2 separate regions of the Mus musculus genome follow, and region 1 is linked to region 2. Evidence: chromatin contacts called from public Micro-C data. All regions are on one chromosome and are shown on one strand. The core of a region is the stretch at or near the end of the contact, and the rest is flanking DNA. Distances in the headings are between cores, read along the strand shown.

Region 1 (3,976 bases), core at 855-3,354, 130 kb before region 2:
TACTTTGGTATCATTTGCTAGCTGCAGGCAGCCACATCTTTCTGATTTTTCTATGCTTTAAGCCTAGTAAGTGATAGAAAACTATTTAAACACATGAGTGTCTCCCACAATGTTGTTTGAAAATCCCTTCATCAAGCAGGCATGGTGGAACATGCGTTACTCCCAGCCATGGGAGGGAGAGCAGGTTAATAGGTATGAATTACAAAGTGAGACCCTGTCTCAAAAAATCCCTTCATCAAAGTCTAATTTTTATAGCACTTCCCTGTGGGTTTCCTGCAATACATCGCACTTACTTCGTTCCTTGCTACTTCGTTCCTTGTTTGAGTTGTTTCATGAGGGTTCTGTGATGAGCAGAAGGACTGTGGCCAGGCAGGGCCTGTCTTGCTTGCTCCTTGTCTCCAGCGCCTGCCCATTGCAGTGCATCCTGATCCCACATCTCATGTGGATGCTTTCTTTCACAGGGACAGACAATCTACAGATACATGTCACTCCGACCTCAGAGTCCTTTCCCCTTGGGAAATTGTTACCAATTTCACCAACATGGCCTTTCTTGGAAGTCAAGTCTTCCTCAGCAGCAGACAGATTCAAGAATGTGCTGGGACAGCCTCCTGACAACACAACCTTGCTGAAGCTATCCCAGACACCTCTGCCTAAGGCACACCGTAGGACCAGGGCACATGTGGACTTCTCTTCATCCCCTTACCAAGGAAGTGGACATAGCGCCTCCCTGGATCTTGCCAAGGACCCCACTGAGACTCTGGTCCAAACAAGGCCTGAAGGGGGAAGAGAAGCAGCGGACATGTCAGGTTTGCCTCGCACCAGCATGCTTCCCCCATTACCTACAGCCCCATCAGCCACCTCGAGTGCTGTCTCCCCATCACAGCCCCTGGTAGGGATGCCTTTCCTTTCAAAGCATCCGTTGAGGTCAGACAGCTCCCTTCTTCTCCCTCCACCATCATCATCTTCATTGGCCCCTGATTCACCACATTCCATCCCCACTCCTAAGCCAGTACAGCATCCCACCAAAGTGCCTTTGTTTCCCCAAATGACACCAGCTGACTTCTCTTCAGGTCAGAGCCCAGTTAATGTCCTGAACCCATTTTTTCATAAAACAAACCTCTTTCCATCCAGAGATGCCCAGACTCTCATAGGTACCCCTCGCCTAGACTTTTCTACATCCTCCACAAAGCAGTACTCTGAGCCGTCCCTATCAGAGAGTCCCCGCCCAGCAGCTTCCCCAACTCCTGGGGTTCTGAGCTCCATAGCAGAACAAGACCACCTGTCTCTCCCTTCCCTAGCCCCTGGAGGCCTTCCAGGTGTAACCTCCTCACGGTCCATGTGGGAAGAGGCTTTGAGTCCTGTATCTACCCAGCCATTCCGCACATCGGGGCCTGTCAGAGGGCGTGGTGCAGAGTCATTGCCCATTTATCTGCGCACATTGGCAGCAAGCTATGGGGCCTGGGCCCCACGATTCCAGACTGCAGAGTCAGTGATGACCAGCAGAGAGCTAGCCCCTGTTCCTCCTACAAATAGTTTTGCCAACTGGCCACATTTGTCAGAAGTGCCAGAGAGTTCCAGAAAGCCCACCCTCTCCCCAGAAAACAAACCTTCCTCTTTGGTGCCTCCTCCTCAGCCTCTTACTACACTCAGTCAAGGGCAAATGGTCCATCCTGAGGCAGCTCCTGGATCACCACTGAAGGGGACAGGCACCCCTCTCTCCCTGCTTACTGTCCGCCAGCCCAATAAGGATCACGCCTCTCCAGCCCCTGTGCCAGAGGCACCCTTGTCCCGAGAAGGTGCCCATGATGAATACCTTCCTGATGCAGCCACACAGCTTCTCTCAAGCAAACTTCCTAATCCTCCTCCTACAATTTGGACATTTCCTCAGCAAAAGGAGGACAGGGCAGCAGCCATTTTCTGGACAAATGAAAAGGCAAACGGGACAACTTCTCTGTGGGCTCTGCCAACGAAAGAGGCCCCCAGTCGTCGTGCAGTGACTGGATCCACCTCTGATTTTAACACAGGTCGTCTCTCACCTCTCATCATGACAGCACTAAGAACAGACCTCTCTCCTCCAGGGTCACCTCCATCATCCGCGCTCACCACACAAGCTGCTTCTCCTCGCTCTTCCGGTACCAAGCTGGAGTCTCTCGCAGCTGTCACAAGCCAGTCAGAGTTGCCAGCTTCGGCTTCCAAACAGGTGACAGAACTTCCCTCCTCCACCGACGTCCATGGTCTCCCAACAATGGGAGGCACGAGAAAGCCAGCAGCCACAGATGTTTTCTGGAGCTTTCTTTCAGCAGAAACTGCATCCCTCGCCACACAATCGGGGATATCTGGCTCGCAGCAGCAAACGAATCATGATGTAAACACTCATACAATTAACTCCACACATCGGGAACTTCGTCCAGCTTCAGTGGCTCTTCCCGGTGGTACAACTTCAGCTGCCAATGCATTACAATCTCGGAATTTCAAAGAGATTGCTGGGCAGCTGGTGGCTGCAGACAGCTTTAACTTCCAGGACCCAGTCCTCAGTCCCAGGACCAGCCAGCCTCTCCAACCCTCAGAAGAGGCCGTAGTCGAAAGCCACACAGACTTCCCGCCCACAGGCAAGCATGCCAGAGACTTTGACACAGAAATGGTTCATTACTACTCCTCCACAAGTCAAAATCCTATGTCACAACTGCCCATCCGGCCGGCCCATCCTTTTTGGCCAACCTGGCCAAGTTTAGCTTCTGCGGCTAGCTTGCACCAAATGCTTTCAGATGGAACAGACGCAGGTTCACACATTTCCAGTGACATCTATCTATCACCAGGGGAAAATGGCTCCCCACAATTCCAGAGTGTCCTGGAATATCACTCATCTACAGCCTCACCTTCCGTACCAACCGGTGCCTTTTCCAGGACCCCTTCCAAAGTGCTGCGAACCTCCCGGCGTCCCAAGAAATGGACAGGTGCAGCCACTCACACAGGTAGTTTGTTTCCTGGTACCCAGAAAACAGGTATGACTGCTTTTTCGGCCAAAGCATCTTCAAGCTTCACACTGATGCTCAGCTTTGCTTTGAAGCAACCTGCCTCCCCTCGTTCAGTAGTGAGGTGCAGCTCCAGGCAGGCAGGCAGGCGCCGATCCATCCAGCCTACCTGATTTTTTTTTTTTTGAAAGTATTCAGAATATATGTCCTTGTTATCAACAACCATGGCTTTGCTGTAAGCGGCATTCTCGTTATGGCTGATTGACTTAATAAACCTAAAGCTGTTTCCCTGAGCTCTCCCCTCTGCAAGTCTGGAATGCAGAGACTTCTTACACTAGCAAGCTCATAAGCGACATTCCTTCATCATCAAGACTGTGGTGTGTGCATCCCGGTCCAGTGACAAACTTTTCCTTTTCTCTCTTTGCAGTGGAAACCTCTGTGTCCTCCAAAGGAGAACTGTCAGCAACTGCAGCAGCCACCGCCACCACCACATTGTTTCTGAGAAGATCAAGTCCAGCGCCACTGTCTGCAGCACTCACTGCTAAGGGCACTGGCAGCAGCAGCAGCAACTTAGCCAAGAGCAGTCTGACCACTGCTCTAGCTAAAAACGTCACCAACAAGGCAGCATCAGGCCCAAAGGTGACAGCAGGGACCATCCACACAGCCTTCCCATTCACACCAACCTACATGCTTGCCCGGACAGCACACAGCCTGAGCACACACACAGCCATGCAAGGGGCAACAGGCTCTGTGTCCGGCCTGTTGTCCACAACACACCTCCCCAAGAAGCCACAAGCCATGCACACTGGTCTCCCTAATCCTACCAGGCCAGACACACCCAGAGCATCCACGCCCCGTCCACTGACAATCACAGCTGCGCTGACGTCCATGACGGCATCAGTAAAGGCCACGAGGCTGCCATCTTTACAGACAGGAAACACAGATGCTGCTTTTCCGGCTGTGTCTACTGCAATGGCCACAACTGGCAGAATGGCATCCAACTT
Region 2 (4,360 bases), core at 1,156-3,655:
TGCCATAGACTTCTCAGACTCCTCTCTAATCACTGCCCTCCAGGTAGTGTGTCCACATCACCTTGGATGTGCTGACACCTGGTATGGATGGATGAAAGAACTGGCCAACATCAATGGTCCTTTCTTGGAGGTGCCACCTACAGAGAGACAGAACCCTGGGCACTGTCTGTTGGGGAAAAAAGTACTTCCCCTAACTTCCTCCCAGCCACACCCATCTCCTTGTCCCCATTTGTGAGGCTGTGCCCTAGAGTTATATAACGTCAACGTTTCTACTTCCCTGTGTCTCAGCATCCCACTAGCTCTGAGCTCTGAGCTCTTACCTACCATCACTCCCTGCATCAGCAGCTCAAACACTGAGGCCCGTGTCCTTCCTACAAGGACTAGAAATCCCCAAGGATTCACAGCTGTCCTATGCTGCCGGATCTCTGCCCTGCCGGAAGCAGACTCAGAAAGATCAACATGGCCATGGTTGCATATCTGCTCTGTGATAAATCTGACAGAGAAAGGCCAAAGTACCCTAAGACACAACAGCATTCTTGCCTGCAGTGGAACTGAAAACTCAGAGCGGTTTTGAAAGGCTCTCTCACCCTGCTGCTCCCAGAAGCCAGGTCCTACAGGCACCAAATCTTGCCTGGTTCCATTGGCACCGGGGAAGCACACAAATGATTAAAATAATAAGGCAATGAGAGATGCCCCTTACACCAGAGTACTCTGTCGACATGACCAAAGGGTCACCCCATAACAGCTGCTTGCAATTCCTAGTGGGTTTCATGTTCTGTCTTGCTCAAAACAGTCAGCAGTGGTAGACAAAGGCCTTTGGCCTCTGTGTACAGGCTCCTGTCTCTGCCTTGCCCTTTATCTTGCTTTACTTAAAGCAGACTTTGTTAATCTGGTCAGGTTGCAGGACGTTCCTCCACCTGGCTTACAAGGTCTACCACATCAGAAGTCAGGAGCAGTGTGCAATCTTTTATCTCCTGCGTCTATAGCTAGACAGCCCCTGGTCAGTCTGCCTTCCCTGTGGACAGGACCAGCTGCTTCTTTCAGGACTTCTCCCCCTCCGTAACTGAGGGGACACATCAAGCCAGGGGAAGCAACTAGCTTATATATATTTCAGTTTGGCCTTGATTGCTCCCAAGCAGCTACCCCTGTAGCTCAGCTACAAACAAGGCTGTGCTTTTGCTCCCCATTTAGTTGGGGATGTGCTGGTGCTTAGCGACATTCTCCTGGGGGAAGGGGAAGACAACCCCGCATCAGTACATGTGCCTGTTTTCACAGTGTAAATATTCTCCCTGTGCATCATCAGGAAGAGATGCAATTATGCGCTATTTCCACCCTATAGACCCAACATGGGTAAATTATCTTGAGCATAGATATAACAAAATAATTAGGAAGTTCAGAATTGTCAACATGTGTTGTCATTTTTTAAAAGTTTTATTTATCATTATTTGTGTCTGCATTTAGCCATATGCACCATGTACATGCAGTCCCTGAAGAGGCCAGAAGAGGGCACCCTGTTGCCTGACCCTCCCGGGGCTGGGATGGCAGAGCTGTGCCACCAGTCTGTTGTAAATTGATACAATTTAACTTTAACTTTTGAGACTTTAACTTTTGAGACTCGTTCTTGCTGTGTGGTTCAGGTTGGACTTTGATTTATTTATTTTTACTTATTTTGTTTGTGTATGAGTGCTCTGCTGTGTGTACACCTGCATGCAGAAGAGGGCATCAGATCTCTTTATAGTGAGCCACCGTGTGGTTGTTGGGATTGAACTCAGGACCTCTGGAAAAGCAGCCAGTGCTCTTAACTGCTGAGCCATCTCTCCAGTCCTGGACTTGGAATTTATTATGAAGTTCAGACAGACCTCAGACTCCCAACTCCCTGTCTCAGACTCCCTAAAAGTTTGTTAATGGTGACTACATTTGATAAATTGCTCGTAGAACTCCTGAAAAAATGGATAGTTGGCTCTCCTACACCTGCAGCTGACTCTTCTACTCCTTTTTAAGCCTAGGCAGTTGCTTCCATCATGGTCTCCTTCACTGCCAGGCATCTTTTTCTTTGGAGAAACAGCTTCTTTCTCCCACTCTGTCTTGTCTCCAGAGAAGCAATCACATGATCAGCAATCGTATGATCCCACAGCGCTGAAGTAAGTGAGTAATACCAGAATACTGTCAGCCCTTCCATGATGGCTTTGGTTCCCAGTCAGCCACTGAAAGCCTCTGATTTTCCACAACAGCTCCAAGCACAGACAAGTTAGTACTTGAGATGTGCAGTCTGCAAGAAATGAGGCCACTTTGGCGGGTGTGAATGAAGTCTGTGTCTGGCTGCTGCAGCTGTCTGAGGAGGGTAGGGCTGGGTTATCTCAGGGACCCAGAGCAGGCGGTTACACCCAGTGCTCGCCAACTGGCTGTTGTGTGTGGACACTGGCAAGCAAATGCCAGGCGTACCATCCTCCATGGCCTGCTGTGTCACCTAATCAGTTCAAGAGTACCAGGAGAACACCTGGGAGGGGTCAGAATTCAATCTCTGCATTGTGTTGTCACACACAACTTTTACAGCTCTTAGTTTTGGGGTTTTGCTTTGTTGGGTTTTGGGAGGATAGTGTGTGGGATGTGTGTGTGTGTGTGTGTGTGTGGTATGTGAGTGTGTGTGGTATATGTCCAGGTGTGTTAATATGTACTGAATCTGGAGGAAGACATCAAGTATCCTGCACAATTGCTGTCTTATTCCTTTGGCACAGGGTCTCTTGCTGAGCCTGGAGCTAGACTTGCTGGCCAGCAACCCTCTTCAGCCCCCAGCACTGCAGTTACTGCACCATAGCTGTTCCCAGCTTTGTGTGTGAGTGCTCGGAATCCAGACTCAGATCCTCATGTGTACACAGCGAGCACTCTTACCCACCGAGCTGTCTCCCCAGCCCCTGTTCTGGTTGGTGTGTTTTGGCTTTTGAGACAGTGTCTTGCTACATAGTCCTGGGTGGCCTGGAAGTGTGTGGAGCAAGATGGTCTTAAACATGCTATGATGCGTGTGCTTTAGCCTTCCAAGCTGGGCCACGGTGACCACTATGTCCTGCTTTCTGGGGTTTCTGCAGCCATGCTCACTGAGGAAGAAACCTGTAGGGCAGCCTTAGCAGACCTAGATTCTGAGCTAGCTCTGTAGCTCCTTGACTATGCCTGGAGGGAAGTGACCTGGCCGGGGAGCATTAGCTTCTTGTTTAGAAAACTTGCTCAGAGAGACCTACCCCACAATGTGGTGGGAGGCATTAAATGAGATGTTTGTCCACTGCCACACCTGAGCACTTAGCCGGAGCCACTTATCTGGGTAGCCCCTGAGGGCTCTCTGGACTCTGGACTCTCTGGAGGTAATGGATCACAGCCCCTACCCCCTCCTCCCCACTTTGTCTCCATCTGAGCTCTGTACCTGGTTTTCCTGGCCGATTCTCATTGCCCCCAGCAGTCACCTGTCTGAAAGTCCAAAGTTTTCAAGGAAAACAAGAAGCACTGAACATACCCGAACTCAAGTCTGTCCTCTTCCAGGCACTGGGGGAATGGATCCAGAGTGACTGTCAGGCTGCAAGGGTCTTAGTAGAACAAAGTTTGTCAACTCAAGGAATTTCCTCTTTCACCCTTTTGGCCTGCGCAGTGTTTTGGAACCATCGGAATGAGTTGCCGAGATTGAGAAACCAGGTTGCCACCTGACCTTGTGCTCACACGCCAGCTTTGGCAATGACGGAATGACTGCTTACACTGGGGAGCTATTCCCTTGAACACTGAGCCCAAGCCCTGCAGCTTGCCAGTCCCACCTCGCCCCACAGCTCCAGGGTCTCCAGCCTGGCGTGCTGGAAATACTCAAAGATTTGAGGCATGCTCGTAGGCATGCGGATTTGGGTCCTCAGGCTGGGATTACCACACAAATCCTTGCACACACTACGTGTACAACTTCCAGGATTCCCACCACCCCATTTATTCATCCCCCAGCCTCCATACCCACATACCACACAGGCAATCCCCACAGTTTGAGGTGAGTCTTCTATGCCTCCCTTCAAGCTGGTCTCTCTCTACTGGGTGCTACATAACCTGTACTGTCACGTGACTGTTTCTGTCCCCTCCAAGATTCATCTTGGAAGCTTAACTCTCAGTGTAACTGTGTATGATGGAAAACAGGGCCTTACGGGGGTGTTTAGGTCATGGGCCCACATTCTCTTTCATCAAATTAATGCCACTATAAAACCGGTTTGCCAGAGTAAATTCCCTCTCCTGTTAGGCCCTCTTTGCCATATGAGGGAGGACCCAGTGTTCTTCCCCTCCAGATGATTCATCTTCAAAGTGCCACCGTGAAGGAGACCAGGCTCCTAACCTGCCAATGCCT

Evidence for each region. Hi-C and Micro-C count contacts between places; a contact is called where the count stands out from the background.
Region 1: a contact with region 2 is called in a Micro-C map of muscle stem cells, with 2.5 times the contacts expected there. The contact joins two enhancer-like sites. A contact is called at or near these places in 4 of 39 promoter capture datasets (embryonic stem cells, hippocampal neurons and stem cell-derived epiblast-like cells), 1 of 15 datasets of contacts at CTCF or cohesin (embryonic stem cells), 17 of 484 Hi-C or Micro-C datasets (the C2C12 cell line, CD8 T cells, the G1E-ER4 cell line and 8 more), 2 of 115 datasets of contacts at active chromatin or transcription factors (acute myeloid leukemia and embryonic stem cells) and 4 of 9 other capture datasets (adipose tissue, embryonic stem cells, liver and 1 more).

What each region holds. Positions count from the first base shown.
Region 1 is chr2:104,254,994-104,258,969 of GRCm38.p6, reverse strand. It overlaps D430041D05Rik (RIKEN cDNA D430041D05 gene), which reads left to right. Exons shown (of 21, transcript NM_001368844.1): 2 at 462-806; 3 at 3,400-3,976. Among named protein-coding and RNA genes, the nearest start is that of Gm22501, 29 kb to the right of the region's middle. Within about 2 kb of position 2,104, at least 4 of the 459 cell types and tissues checked have an H3K27ac peak or open chromatin away from gene starts, as enhancers often do. A contact at or near this core is called in muscle stem cells, where this site is marked.
Region 2 is chr2:104,128,321-104,132,680 of GRCm38.p6, reverse strand. No RefSeq gene overlaps it. Among named protein-coding and RNA genes, the nearest start is that of A930018P22Rik, 7.7 kb to the right of the region's middle. Within about 2 kb of position 2,405, at least 41 of the 459 cell types and tissues checked have an H3K27ac peak or open chromatin away from gene starts, as enhancers often do. A contact at or near this core is called in muscle stem cells, where this site is marked.